3 separate regions of the Zea mays genome follow, and all the other regions are linked to region 1. Evidence: chromatin contacts called from public Hi-C data. All regions are on one chromosome and are shown on one strand. The core of a region is the stretch at or near the end of the contact, and the rest is flanking DNA. Distances in the headings are between cores, read along the strand shown.

The links. A called contact is a pair of places that touch in the nucleus more often than the background predicts.
Region 2: a contact with region 1 is called in a Hi-C map of tassel, with 2.0 times the contacts expected there. The contact joins the promoter of LOC100382436 here to the promoter of LOC103639049 in region 1. A contact is called at or near these places in 2 of 25 Hi-C or Micro-C datasets (endosperm and tassel).
Region 3: a Hi-C map of leaf shows a contact between it and region 1, with 8 times the contacts expected there. The contact joins the promoter of LOC100276042 here to the promoter of LOC103639049 in region 1. A contact is called at or near these places in 6 of 25 Hi-C or Micro-C datasets (bundle sheath, ear, leaf and 1 more) and 1 of 3 datasets of contacts at active chromatin or transcription factors (seedling).

The regions. Positions count from the first base shown.
Region 1 is chr9:129,109,863-129,113,680 of Zm-B73-REFERENCE-NAM-5.0, reverse strand. It overlaps LOC103639049 (vacuolar protein sorting-associated protein 52 A), which reads left to right and starts at 1,661. Exons shown (of 20, transcript NM_001358890.1): 1 at 1,661-1,728.
Region 2 is chr9:129,296,609-129,300,446 of Zm-B73-REFERENCE-NAM-5.0, reverse strand. It overlaps LOC100382436 (Nuclear transport factor 2 (NTF2) family protein with RNA binding (RRM-RBD-RNP motifs) domain), which reads right to left and starts at 1,482. Exons shown (of 9, transcript NM_001175178.1): 1 at 1,290-1,482; 2 at 896-948; 3 at 670-807; 4 at 27-572. The coding sequence starts at 946. It also overlaps the pseudogene LOC103640277.
Region 3 is chr9:129,333,424-129,337,432 of Zm-B73-REFERENCE-NAM-5.0, reverse strand. It overlaps LOC100276042, which reads left to right and starts at 1,937. Exons shown (of 4, transcript NM_001412696.1): 1 at 1,937-2,233. The coding sequence starts at 2,171. LOC100382287 (SPFH/Band 7/PHB domain-containing membrane-associated protein family) reads left to right here. Exons shown (of 9, transcript NM_001175037.1): 9 at 1-43.

The DNA of each region.
Region 1 (3,818 bases), core at 412-2,911:
GCCTGGTTGTCGAACGAACAGAGCAGAGTCAACGAGAAGAGAAACCGAATAGACGGGAAGGGAAGTTCTCCTCAGTCCTCACCTCCACCTCGGCCGCGCGACCCGCGATGGACGACGATGGAGGCAGCCACCGGATCTGGATCCCGTGGGAGCGAGTGGCGCGGCGGTGGCGATGACGTTGGGGGAGGGGCGGTGGAGGCAAAGGGAGGAGGGGAGGCGGAGAGAGGTCGCGTCGGCGGTGGAGGCAAGGGGCGAGCAACGTGGCAGAGAGGAACGTGCGGGGGGAGGTTAGGGATTGGGTGGTCGCGCGGTGGAGAAGGATGGAGCGTGGGAGATGCAGACACACGATGCGATATGGACGGTCCAGATACATGGATGGCAGAACGGCAGAACGAGGGAGGCAGACTACTCTTGCTCTCTTAATATGTTGTACAGATTTGTTTAGTTTTCTGGCACTAACCTTCATATATGTCAATGTTGTTCTAATTTCACTTTGTAAATCTGCTACTATGTAGCAGAAAAGATAACAATAAAAGATCTAGACGTGTGTGTGACCAACTTTAGTTATTTGACGTTTTTTAATTAGTTGTTTGACGATTTTTAGTTTTTTTTGCTATTCCTACCAATTTTCAGGTGTAAGTGCACATTTCCGGGCTTACATACAAGCATAGGAGAAACTACAGATGGACATAGCAACTTCCACTGATTTGCTTGGTGTTGAAACCAGAAGCACAGGCTTCATTTTCTCCATTGGAAAAGAACCTATGAAAACCCGTCCTTCAGTGTTTGCTCTGGGTGAACGAATAAACATTTTGAAGGCGAAGTTATTAGCACTTCCATTCAGATGATGACATAGGCCCCGTTTGGTTAGGGGTGACTAAAATTTAGTGACTAAATTTTAGTTACTTTTAGTCCCTAAAGAAACAAACATGGTGACTAAAATGTGGTGACTAAACTTTAGTTCTTTAGTCACCAAGGGGTGACTAAAAGGGACTAAAGTAATATTTTTACCTTATTTGCCCTCTCAACTTTCTTCTTATAGCAAACATCCATTAATTAATAGAGGTAAAACAGTCATTATTCACAGCAATTAATGCTCATTAGTCCGGTTTAGTCACTGGAACCAAACAGAGTACTTTAGCGACTAAACTTTAGTCATTAAAATTTAATCTAGTGACTAAAGGAACCAAACAGAGCCATAATGTTTAGAATTTTGAAGTTCATAAATGGCTCAATCATGGTAGTGGGAGCTTAACTCAGTTATTGTGCTACAGGGTGCATATATCCAGAAGTTCTTACACTGTTAATAAGATGTTTAATTTGTAGACAAAATTTGCCATCGTAGCATAGCCAATATGCTCAGTCTGAACTGTTTGATTATTTTCATGTCTGGAGATCTCAGCTTCTTTGTATCTGTTGTTGCACCCATGAAGCGGTAACAATTTTTTTCGAAAACGAAAAAGGAAAACCATTATGCGTTTCCGAGTATCGAGCGTCTCCTTGACGCGGGCGCCCGGGGCCATCTCCACCGTCAGTGGCGAGATCGGACGGCCTGCTGGAGGTGTTGGGCCCATCCGTCCCCGGGTACTGGGACCACCGATCCCTCTTCAATACAAAACCAGCCGCAGTTCTCCATTTTCGAGCGCAGAAGCGAGAGAGATCCGGAGCAGCCGCAGTCCCACCGACCTCGCCGCCGGTCGCCCTCCATCTCCTCGCCGCTGCCTCTCGGTAAGGCCCTTTCCTTTGCCCGCTCAACCCTCGGTTCGTTGTCTCGCTTCCATGTCCTGATTTGCGCCGTAAGCGCCCGAATCTAGCCGCAAGGTTGAGATCCGCGTCCATTTCTGGCTTCCGAGCGTCCGCTGCTTGTCGGTAGACGCGGATCTGTTGAATTTTGTGACTCACCGTCGTCGATCCGCAGGGTATCCCCTCCCTAGGGACCGTGAATGCGTCTGTTGCGGCTGTACGCATTAGATTCTTCGGAGTATGTTGCGGCTTAGATTCTCCAGAGAAAGATGAAGATCTGTTGTGCATTGCGGTCTTCGGTGGTTGATCCGTCGATTTTTTTCGTTTCATGTTGTGTCTAGGTTAGACCTAATTGTTTAGGTAACCTCGTATCACTGGATGCGCATCTCCCCAGTGTTAGTCTCAAAGATACTAACTTACAGAGTGACTTTTCTCTAAAAGTGTGCATACAAGTTTTGAATACTTGTATGAGACATGTACTTGGAACTTTTAATTTCAGGATACAACTTATAGGATAATATCACATGAGTGTGAGCATTACTCATAGGTGATATTTAGGAGCAAGTCATCTATATTTTAAACTTTGACATGTATTAAATTGAATGATACCAATTGATAATATGAAATACCTCTTGAATAATGTTAATACCATTTGTTAGAAAACTAGAAGAGCTATATGCCAGGCTTCTAGAGAATTTTAAGATCATGTAGGTTTGCTCTGTATGAGTGAAAACAAGTAATTCTACATACGGTATATCCAAAGTGTATGTCTGCGAAAAATATAAACTGATCATGCTAGAAGCCTAGAACATATGGGTATGCGTGGTTCAATATTTTTACCAGCTTTTCTGAGAATCTGGTTGTGGAAATAATCTAAATATCGTGGGGATTACATGCGGAGGAAGATAAAGCGGTGCAAAGGGTTCAGGATCTAGAAACCGACGAGTCTAAGTTTCTTCACTTTCTAAATCCTAAATCCTGTGGATGTTTTCATCTTCCTCCGCATATAAGCCTCATGATATCCAGATTCTCCGCATAACCATATTCTTCGGGAATCCAGATTCTCAGGAAAACTTGTTCGAAAAAATGAACCAAATGTGGCCTCTGTCTTATCCATATTCTCGAGGAATCTAGATTCTCAAAAAAAAAAAAACTTACAAACATGCCCTCTGTCTCATGTTCGCGTCCTATAATTGTAATCGGCGAGGAAAAATAACACTAGGATTCAATGACACAAGGCGACATGCCTGTTCACCTCGAGGTTCCCATTACTTTGAGATGTGTCGGATTAGACTTTTTAGGCGATTAGCAAAAAAATAGCTAAATTGATTAATTTAGTTATTCTCTAAATGTTTTTTAAAAAGAGTAGATTAGTTCAACATGCTCGATAAATTCAGAACTCTGTATGAAAAGTAAAAGTGTGTTTGGTTGGATGTAGATGAGGGAAGGAAGGAGACAACTACATTTTTATGATGTTTGGATGAGAGTCACACGGAAATAAGGTGAACACAAGAGCAATTTTTGGTGGCGGCGTGTTTTCCAAAATATCGAGTGGACGATGCCGCCCCCGCCTCATACTACTTTGACATCAAACCAAACACATACTAAATCAGGCTATCCAAAAATAAAGAACAAATATATAGGGATAGAGAGTTATTAAATTTGAAAGGGCCATTTACAAAGTATAGTGAAAATATTTTTTCCTTCTAATAATAGCCAAATTTACTTTTACAAAATGATTTAGCTAGTCTCTTGGAGTTGCTGTTAGGCTGTGGCTAGAATACCGTATATAGTCATACAAATACAAACAATGACAAACCGTATTGTTTATAAAGTTGGATTTGAAATAGAAGATGAGATAAGTAATACTACTAAAAATACCTTAGAAGAGTAGCTTAGAATACGAGTGAGTTTGTTTATAGGTACGTGAGAACTGTGTCTAAACTATATTTGGAAAATATACTTAAAATTCAATATATAAATTAAAGTAAGGCATAATAATCAAGAAGAAAGACAAAAACAATTAAATTCAGTCAAGACAAAAAGCAAAGAACCTGGTCTGAAATGGCAAAATA
Region 2 (3,838 bases), core at 233-2,732, 190 kb before region 1:
ATCAAACAGAATGTTAAATGACTCACAATGGATGCATAAGATTTCTTAGTAACATCCATCTGAGTTGGAGGGGGAGGAGCAACAAGTAGGGCCTTCTTTGGATCCTCTTTGGGCACTTGCACAGGTGGCTGGGTATTATCATTACTTTCAATGGCAGTCCCATTAGCAGAAAGATCACTTATTTGCTTCTCCGTGACATTACTATCAGCTGTCACATGGTCTGAGATCACACTCCCATCAGCTGGAATAGGTTCTGGTAGTGCTGAACATGTTTCAGATGCAGGTCTAACATTCTGACTGATTTCATTTTCTTGAGTAGCAACTTGATTTATCTCAGCTGGTTTCCTTTCCGAAATAAATCTAAATACATCAGTGAGAACAAAATAGCCACCACTTTCTTGTGGTGCTAGGAAGAATGACTGGGTAAACCTACGGAAAACGCCTTCATCCGAAGTCAAGGAACCAGTAACAACAATGAGCACCCCATCCTTGTGAGATAATTGTGCATCTGCAGTCTCTATCTCTGTTAAGCAGTTCCTGAAGTCCATAGACATGATTTTTTCATTAATATCCTGCACAGAAAAAAAAGTGGTTCCAAGAGTTAATCTCAACTTCAGATAACACGCCTATTGTATGAATAAGACCATAAATCTCCATATGTGAACTTACACGCATAGTGGTTACATATGCCATAATTCCATTGGAATCTGGTCGACCAAGAATACTTGAATCTTGGTAAAACTTGTGCACTTGATCTGGTTGTTCGTGTAAAATGTGGTAATATTGCTGAACGAAAGCGCCACTTATCTATAAACAACAAAAATAACATCCAGCAATATTTGTAAGGATCTCATGCAATGAATTGAAACACAGGACACATGAGAATATAGATTACCACGTGGGGACTTATAGGGTGGTTTACTGGGTTCCCTGCTTGCCCTGCCATTTCTGAAGGAGAATAAACAAATTAATGCGTTGCACAATAGTTATTCCTCACAAGAACCACAAGCACAAATGCATCTTGTAGAAGTGGACAAATAAGGATAAAAAAGGAATTAAAAAACAACTGAGGGAAAGAACCAGGGTCCGAAAAGCGGCACTAAGCGCACGCTTCAGCGCTAAGAGGACGGGTAACGCTTGGCATAACCGCTCCCAAAGCGGCGCGACCGCCTTGGTGGAGCAGCGGCTGCTAGCTCCCGCTGCCCTCAGACCGCGCGCGGCGCAACCGCCGGGGCCGAGCGCCGTTGATAATCCACCGGTGGCGGGAGGAGAGAGAGAGAGGCACGCACGCAGGGTCACCGGCCGGTGTGCGGAGGATCGGAAGCGAGGGCGCGAGACGACTGGCGAGAGGCGGGAGAGGAAGCCGCTGACGCTGTAGCTGAGATCCCGAGCCTGAGCGCCGCCGCCGACGCCTGTGTGCCTAGCGCGACTATGAAGATGGGAGATGAAGAAACGGCGGCGGCTGTGTCCCTTGGCTCGAGCGGTGAAAAGGTTAGGGTAAAGAAACGTGTGGTCTCGTGGGACTTGACTTGAGTTTGTGCTGAATTTATAGGCTTGGGCCACAAATAAAAGTCCGTACTATTATTTTTTATTTTTATTTTGTTAACATTTTGATAGATCATCACATAATTTATTGTATGCTGGATACTTTGTTTTAGAGTTAGTTTAGAAACTTTATTTTTTTTAAAGGATTTCTATTTTATAAAGTGAAAATAAATTATTTTTTAGAAATTTAAAAATTTCTTAAAAATTAGGGTTTCCAAACTATCCCTTAAAAATAAATATTAGATATCAAAAGATAACTTAAAAAATGTTATGACCATGTGCTCCGCCGGGAGCCTAATGACTCGCCCATGTGATGGGTCTGTTTTATCTTTCTTCTGACCAGTTTTTCTGAGAATTTAACTGTGAAGAGAATCTAGTTATGGAAAGAATTTGAGTATCGTGGAGATTACGTGCAGAGAAAGATAAAGTGGTCTAAAGGGTTTAAGATCTAGAAAGCGACGGATTCCTACTATCGTGATAATTCGACCGATTTTGTATTCATGTTTATTTTTTATGGTTTTTACCAAAGTGATTCTTATAGAAGTTAACTAAAAAACTGGAGCGTTTGACGGTCTACAATCTCTACAACTATTAAGAAGCCATTGTAGACTGCCCCCGCCCCTGCCCAACGCACAGCCCCGCGCGAAACCTCCGCACGCCCGCCTGTCCTCCGCATCCGCCGCGAATCTCGCACCCCTCAAGCCCGCACGCCGCGAAACCTCCGCTACCGAATCGATCTCACGCCCGCAAGCCAGCCCTCGCGAACCCCGCCGCCGCCGCCTGCGCAAGAAGCTGAGGAGGGCGTTCACACCTCACCCCTGCGCGAACCCTACTCGATCTGCTCGTCGGAGAGGGATGACGCGTCCGAGGGGGCCGTCCTCACCCGTTGCGGCTTCTCGACGTGGGCATCCATGACGGCTCTCGCGATGCCCTACAGGCCCGTGTTGCGGAGGTCCGGGCGCCCCATCTCCTTCGCCGCGAGTTCGGCCAGGTCCGGGCGCCCCATCTCCTTCGCCGCGAGTTCGGCCAGGTCCTCCGCGTTCGCCACCTCCAGCCCGCTGCGGCTTCTCGACGTGGGCGTCCATGACGGCTCTCGCGATGCCCTGCAGGCCCGCGTTGCGGAGGTCCGGGCGCCCCATCTCCTTCGCCACGAGTTCGGCCAGGTCCCCCGCGTTCGCCACCTCCAGGTCGTAGTCGTTCTCGAGCCCACACCGACGAATGTGTAGTCCGGGTCGCTGAGGAACTCATCCAGCGTGTTGGGGACGTAGTCGGCGTGAAGAAGCTGGAAGATGAGGCAGCGGCGCCCGACACAGAGCTGGTGGATGGCTGTTTTGCTGTAGGCGCCGCTAAAGCTGGGGCGCCACTCGACGTCCAGCCCGACGCGTTCGCGTGCCACCCGCACCGCAGGTCCGCGACTGCACCCCTTCTTCCCCCCCACACACTGCAACCGACCCCGCATAGGTCCGCCCCCCTCGCCGCGAGGCCCAGGATCAGAAGCGGCGGCCTCGCTCTTGCCGCTCATGCACGAAAGAAGCCCCATCGAGCCGAAGGCCGCGCGTCACGTTCCGGCCCTCGACGCCGTGCTCGACTCACATATTCAGGCGAAATTCGTTGCTTGGGTGCAGGCCGGTGGGCAGTGGTGAAGGCGAAGATGACAGCTATGAGATGGAGATTGGGTTGCCCATGGACGTGCAGCATGTGGCGCACATCACGTTCGATAGGTTCCATGGGTTACTTGGGCTTCCCTGTTGATTTCGAGCCGAAATGCCTCGCCTGCTCCCAGTGCGAGGCATGCCTCTTCGCCAAATTGATATCGAGCTCATGCTTCCAGAAATCTGATTTTCTTTTTTCAGAATTTACTTATGCAATAACATGAACTCTTTTCTAGCTCCAATTTTAGTTTTAGCTTGGATGTTGTTTGCACCTTTTCCCCTTCTTCTAATTCAAAATATATGGGCAGCAGTTGCACAGATTATATTATGTTTTGTTAGAAAGTTGTAAAATGTAAATGATGTTTGCTTGACATGGGGGTGGTTAAAAGTTTTAATTTGATGGCATGGTTGTTTCAGTACTATAGTTTTGATTCATGTCCTTTTGTTTGTGTTACAGCCTCCATGCTGTAGCAAGGTTGTTGTGGAGCGTCGACCACCTCGACCTACAGCTCAAAACTATGTAATGCTCCTCTCCTGCTCCACCTCGACCTATATGTGCTAGTGTGGCGCCTCTACAGTCTCTCTATTCATGTTTGATGCTAGCAGAGAACAAAACTAATGAATATTAAGCCTTTTAGAGA
Region 3 (4,009 bases), core at 688-3,187, 220 kb before region 1:
AAAGTTTTCTCGATCATAAATGTGCAAGTTTGCTCCCTGACTTAATTATGTCTCTTTTTTCTGCTTCTTGCACACCACCTGATCGACTGCAGAACACTCGGTGCTTCTACTTAAAGATTTCTCATGTGATGTACGCCTCTACCTTTCCTGTCTTATAGGCCTGCCACACAAGCTTACTAAGAAACTAGTATAATACTTTTGTGTTGAGACAACAAAAATCATATTGGTTGGAGTAGGTTAGGTCCTACTAACAGTGTAACGGATGAGCGACAAAATCATATTGGTAGGAGTAGGTTAGGTCATACTAACAGTGTAACGGATGAGCGACATGTGAGGGTCTGGAAAGACCATGACCCGTAAGTTACTTATATATAGTCACTTAAAACACATACTTAAAACACATATGATATGTGATAAAAAAAAATAGAATGTATAAGTTGCTGAAGATAGTCTAATCTTTGATGTAGTCTCCCTACAAAAAAATACCCATAAAAAATAAATATATCAAAACAAATATATAGCCCATATTAAATGGAAAAGCTCTATATAACCTCTCGAACTTTTAGAGGGTAGTCTACTTCATCACCCCATCTTTAAAATTGATTGTTTAACCTCCTCATTTTATAAAACCAAAAAAATAACAAAAAAATAATTTTTTGATGGTTTTGATGACATGATACTGATTTAAATGATACAGTTTTATCTTTTTCTGTTTTTTGTCATGTAGTGGTATCTAAAAGTTATAAAATTCTTCAAAAAAATTGACAATTAGATATTATGTTTGTCCTATTTTTTTTTTAAATTTTAGAAGTAATAGCTTCATTATTAAAAATAAAACTACATAAGACAAAACTGCTAAGCACAAGTTATTCTACTTAAGTGTTAGCCGGTGGTTCAAATTATATATTTAATAATCAAACGCATCAAATTGCTAAGCAATAAAAATCAAACAACGCTCGCTCGTAGATGTGACATAACGTCTTTATGCAGAATTATAGCAATAGAGAATAGAGTGGCGTTAGACCCATTTGGTTTTGGTTTGAGGGACTAAATATTAATCTCTTTATTTTAGTCTCTCCCTAAATAGTTAAAACGGTGGAACTAAAACAAGAACTAAACTGTTTTAGTCACTAATCCCTCAAAGTGTGACTAAAAAGGATTCAACCATATTAATTTTATCCTTTACCTCTATTTTTTCAATTGCACTAGTAGCAAAAGAATGTTAAGAAATATTTTAGTCTTTTTATAAGTCATTTAATATGTTTTAAATATGTCTAGTCTCTGCAACCAAATAGGATAGAGACTAAACTTTAGTCATTTAATCCCTCAACTAGTCACCTCGCACAAAATGAGCAGGAAGGTTGAGTCACTCACATTCTCTTCATTTTTTCTCATGCTCGCACTAAAGTCTATTATACCTATATGAGCTAGAGTATGCATATATGAGCTGAGTAGTGCTTCTCTAGGCAATACAGAGTTTAATTATAGTATGTATAAATGCATTTTTAACGAGTAAAACTATGTGTCGCTTATATTGTTGTACAGTACAATGTACGGTTGTAACATGGCTACGTTTGTTATATCTATACCCGTATGGGCTGATTTGGTGACCGGGGATCCCGAGGGGAAGAAATCCTCTTGCTATTCAAAATTGAATTGCGAGGGGATTCCTCCCCCATGGATCCCTTAGGGATCCCTAACCACCAAATCAGCTCTATAAGGTGAAGAGTGAATGATCGTACCATTTTAAGTAAGGGGGTGTTTGGTTTCTAGGGACTAATGTTTAGTCCCTTCAATTTGTTCCATTTTAATATATAAATTGACAAATATAGAAACTAAAATAGAGTTATAGTTTCTATATTTGATAATTTTGTAACTAAATTTGAATAAAATCTAGGGACTAAAAATTAGTCCTTAGAAACCAAACACCCCCTAAGTAAGATAGTTTTTCACTCTATCTAGCGTACCGAACTACCTATCCTATCCCCTCGCGTCGCATCTTTCCTCTCGTAACGCGTATCAGTGCCAACCAGGCAGCCATCGCCGCGGCCCTCGTGCCTCTGCATCGCGGCGCGCCTTGGTGCTCCATCCACGTAATCCCTGAGGTGCGGCACAGGCGTGGAGGTATCTCGGCAGTCGGCAGGGCGGCTGGAGTTCGGTCCCAGAAGAGATGGCGGGGGGCCCTGATGTCGCGGGCTTGATCGAGGATGATGCGGTCTCCGTCATCACGGAGGTAAACGCTGAGAGATCTCGTGATGGACTCAGGTTGTGTTTTGAGCGAAGTTGCGAAATTGGTAGGTCCGGTTCGTGGGGGGATCGAGGGGGGAAGTGGGGCCAGTCTATCCGATCTTTAGCTGAGGCAGCACCTGCTACATGAAAGTATATGGTACAATACAACGGCGCACGGAGGAGACTACAGAGGGTAATCGATCGATGTGCATAGTGTCGTTTGGCTCTGGAATCGAGCGGGTCCGATTGATTGGTGAGTAGTTCCTCCCAGACCGACCAAATTGAGGATAGGTACCCCATTTTTCTTAACAGGTTCATTAGCATATTAATTGCCATGTCTAGGAAAATTTCTACACTCTGTTACAACTACATAGAGGGTCCCTAGAAGTCTATAAAAAAGTTTCCAAAAATTGATATGCAGTAGTCCGGCCGCACGCACTTGAACAATAATATTCCAGAGAGGCCCTCCAAAGGTGCATGGAGGATGGACCAGACACAGCATAGCCTTCTGAACAAAGGATTTGGCCTTTTTGGTTCATGTCCTGCCATGCAATGCAACTCAGGAGCCAGACATTCATCTGCACCCAGGCACAGGAAATCGGACGGCTGAGCTTGCAACCAAACAGACCCTTCGTGCCCATTTGTTCTTGCATTGCTTTTTTTAGTTGCAGACATTGACCCTTGTGAATGCCATGTTGAATAACCCTTCAAAGGGCTTGTTTGGTTCAACTTTTTTCTGACCAGCTTTTCTGAAAATCTAGCTGTGCGGAGAATCTGGCTGTATAGAGAATCTGAGTATCATTAGGATTACGTGCGGAGGAAGATAAAGGTGTCCATAAGACTCAGGATCTAGAAAGTGATGGATTCCTACTATTGCAACGACTCAACCGATTATATGTTTATGTTGATTTTAAATGATTTTTACCCAAACGAATTTTATATAAGCTGACTGAAAAGCTAAGCGTTTGGCAGTCCGCAGCAGCTTTTGGTGGCCAGAAGCTCCAAAAAGCTGAAACAAACAGTGGCAAAGTTCACTAGGTTATACTGTAACGAGATGACCAGCTGTTTCAGTGGATTTAATTTTCTTTGGATGGTGAAGGTGACACTTGACTTGTGGAAAACGACTATATGCTATCCATGTGCCCGAACCTTGATTTGTGGATTTTGTTGGGTTTTAACTCTATCCTGTCCCAACTTGCTTGGGACTAAAATTTTCTGTTGGTGCTGCTGCTGCTGGTGGTGAAGGTGACACTTCTAAACTTATTTAGTAAAGTGATTTGTTTTTACTGTGTTTTATCATGGTGGTCCAACTTTTTTTATCATGTTGGATCAAGTTGGAGTTCTTTGTTTGTGTAGCGATGACAAAGCGAGTCTCATCATAGACGTATAACCAGTTTATTTTGGATAGAATAATGGCTATGCATGAAATCATGCATAACACTAGAGTGAAAAGAAAGATGGTCTAGTGCTCAAAGTGGACTTTGAGAAAGCCTATGATAAACTTATTTGGGATTTCCTTTTCTCTTGTCTTGAACAAAGAGGTTCTCACAAGCATTTGTGTGAGTGAATCAATTTGGTGATGAACTGATGATCTCGGGAACCCTTAGTGTGAAAGTCTAGAACATCTATGGTCCCTACTTCAAAATTTAGAAAAGGGGTAAGATAATAAGATCCACTTTCCCTTTTTATTTAATATAGATATTTTTTTTAAAAAAATGATAATCTCTGCTCAAAAGAACAACCTCCTCATAGACCTAGTGCCAGAATATTGTGAAGGATG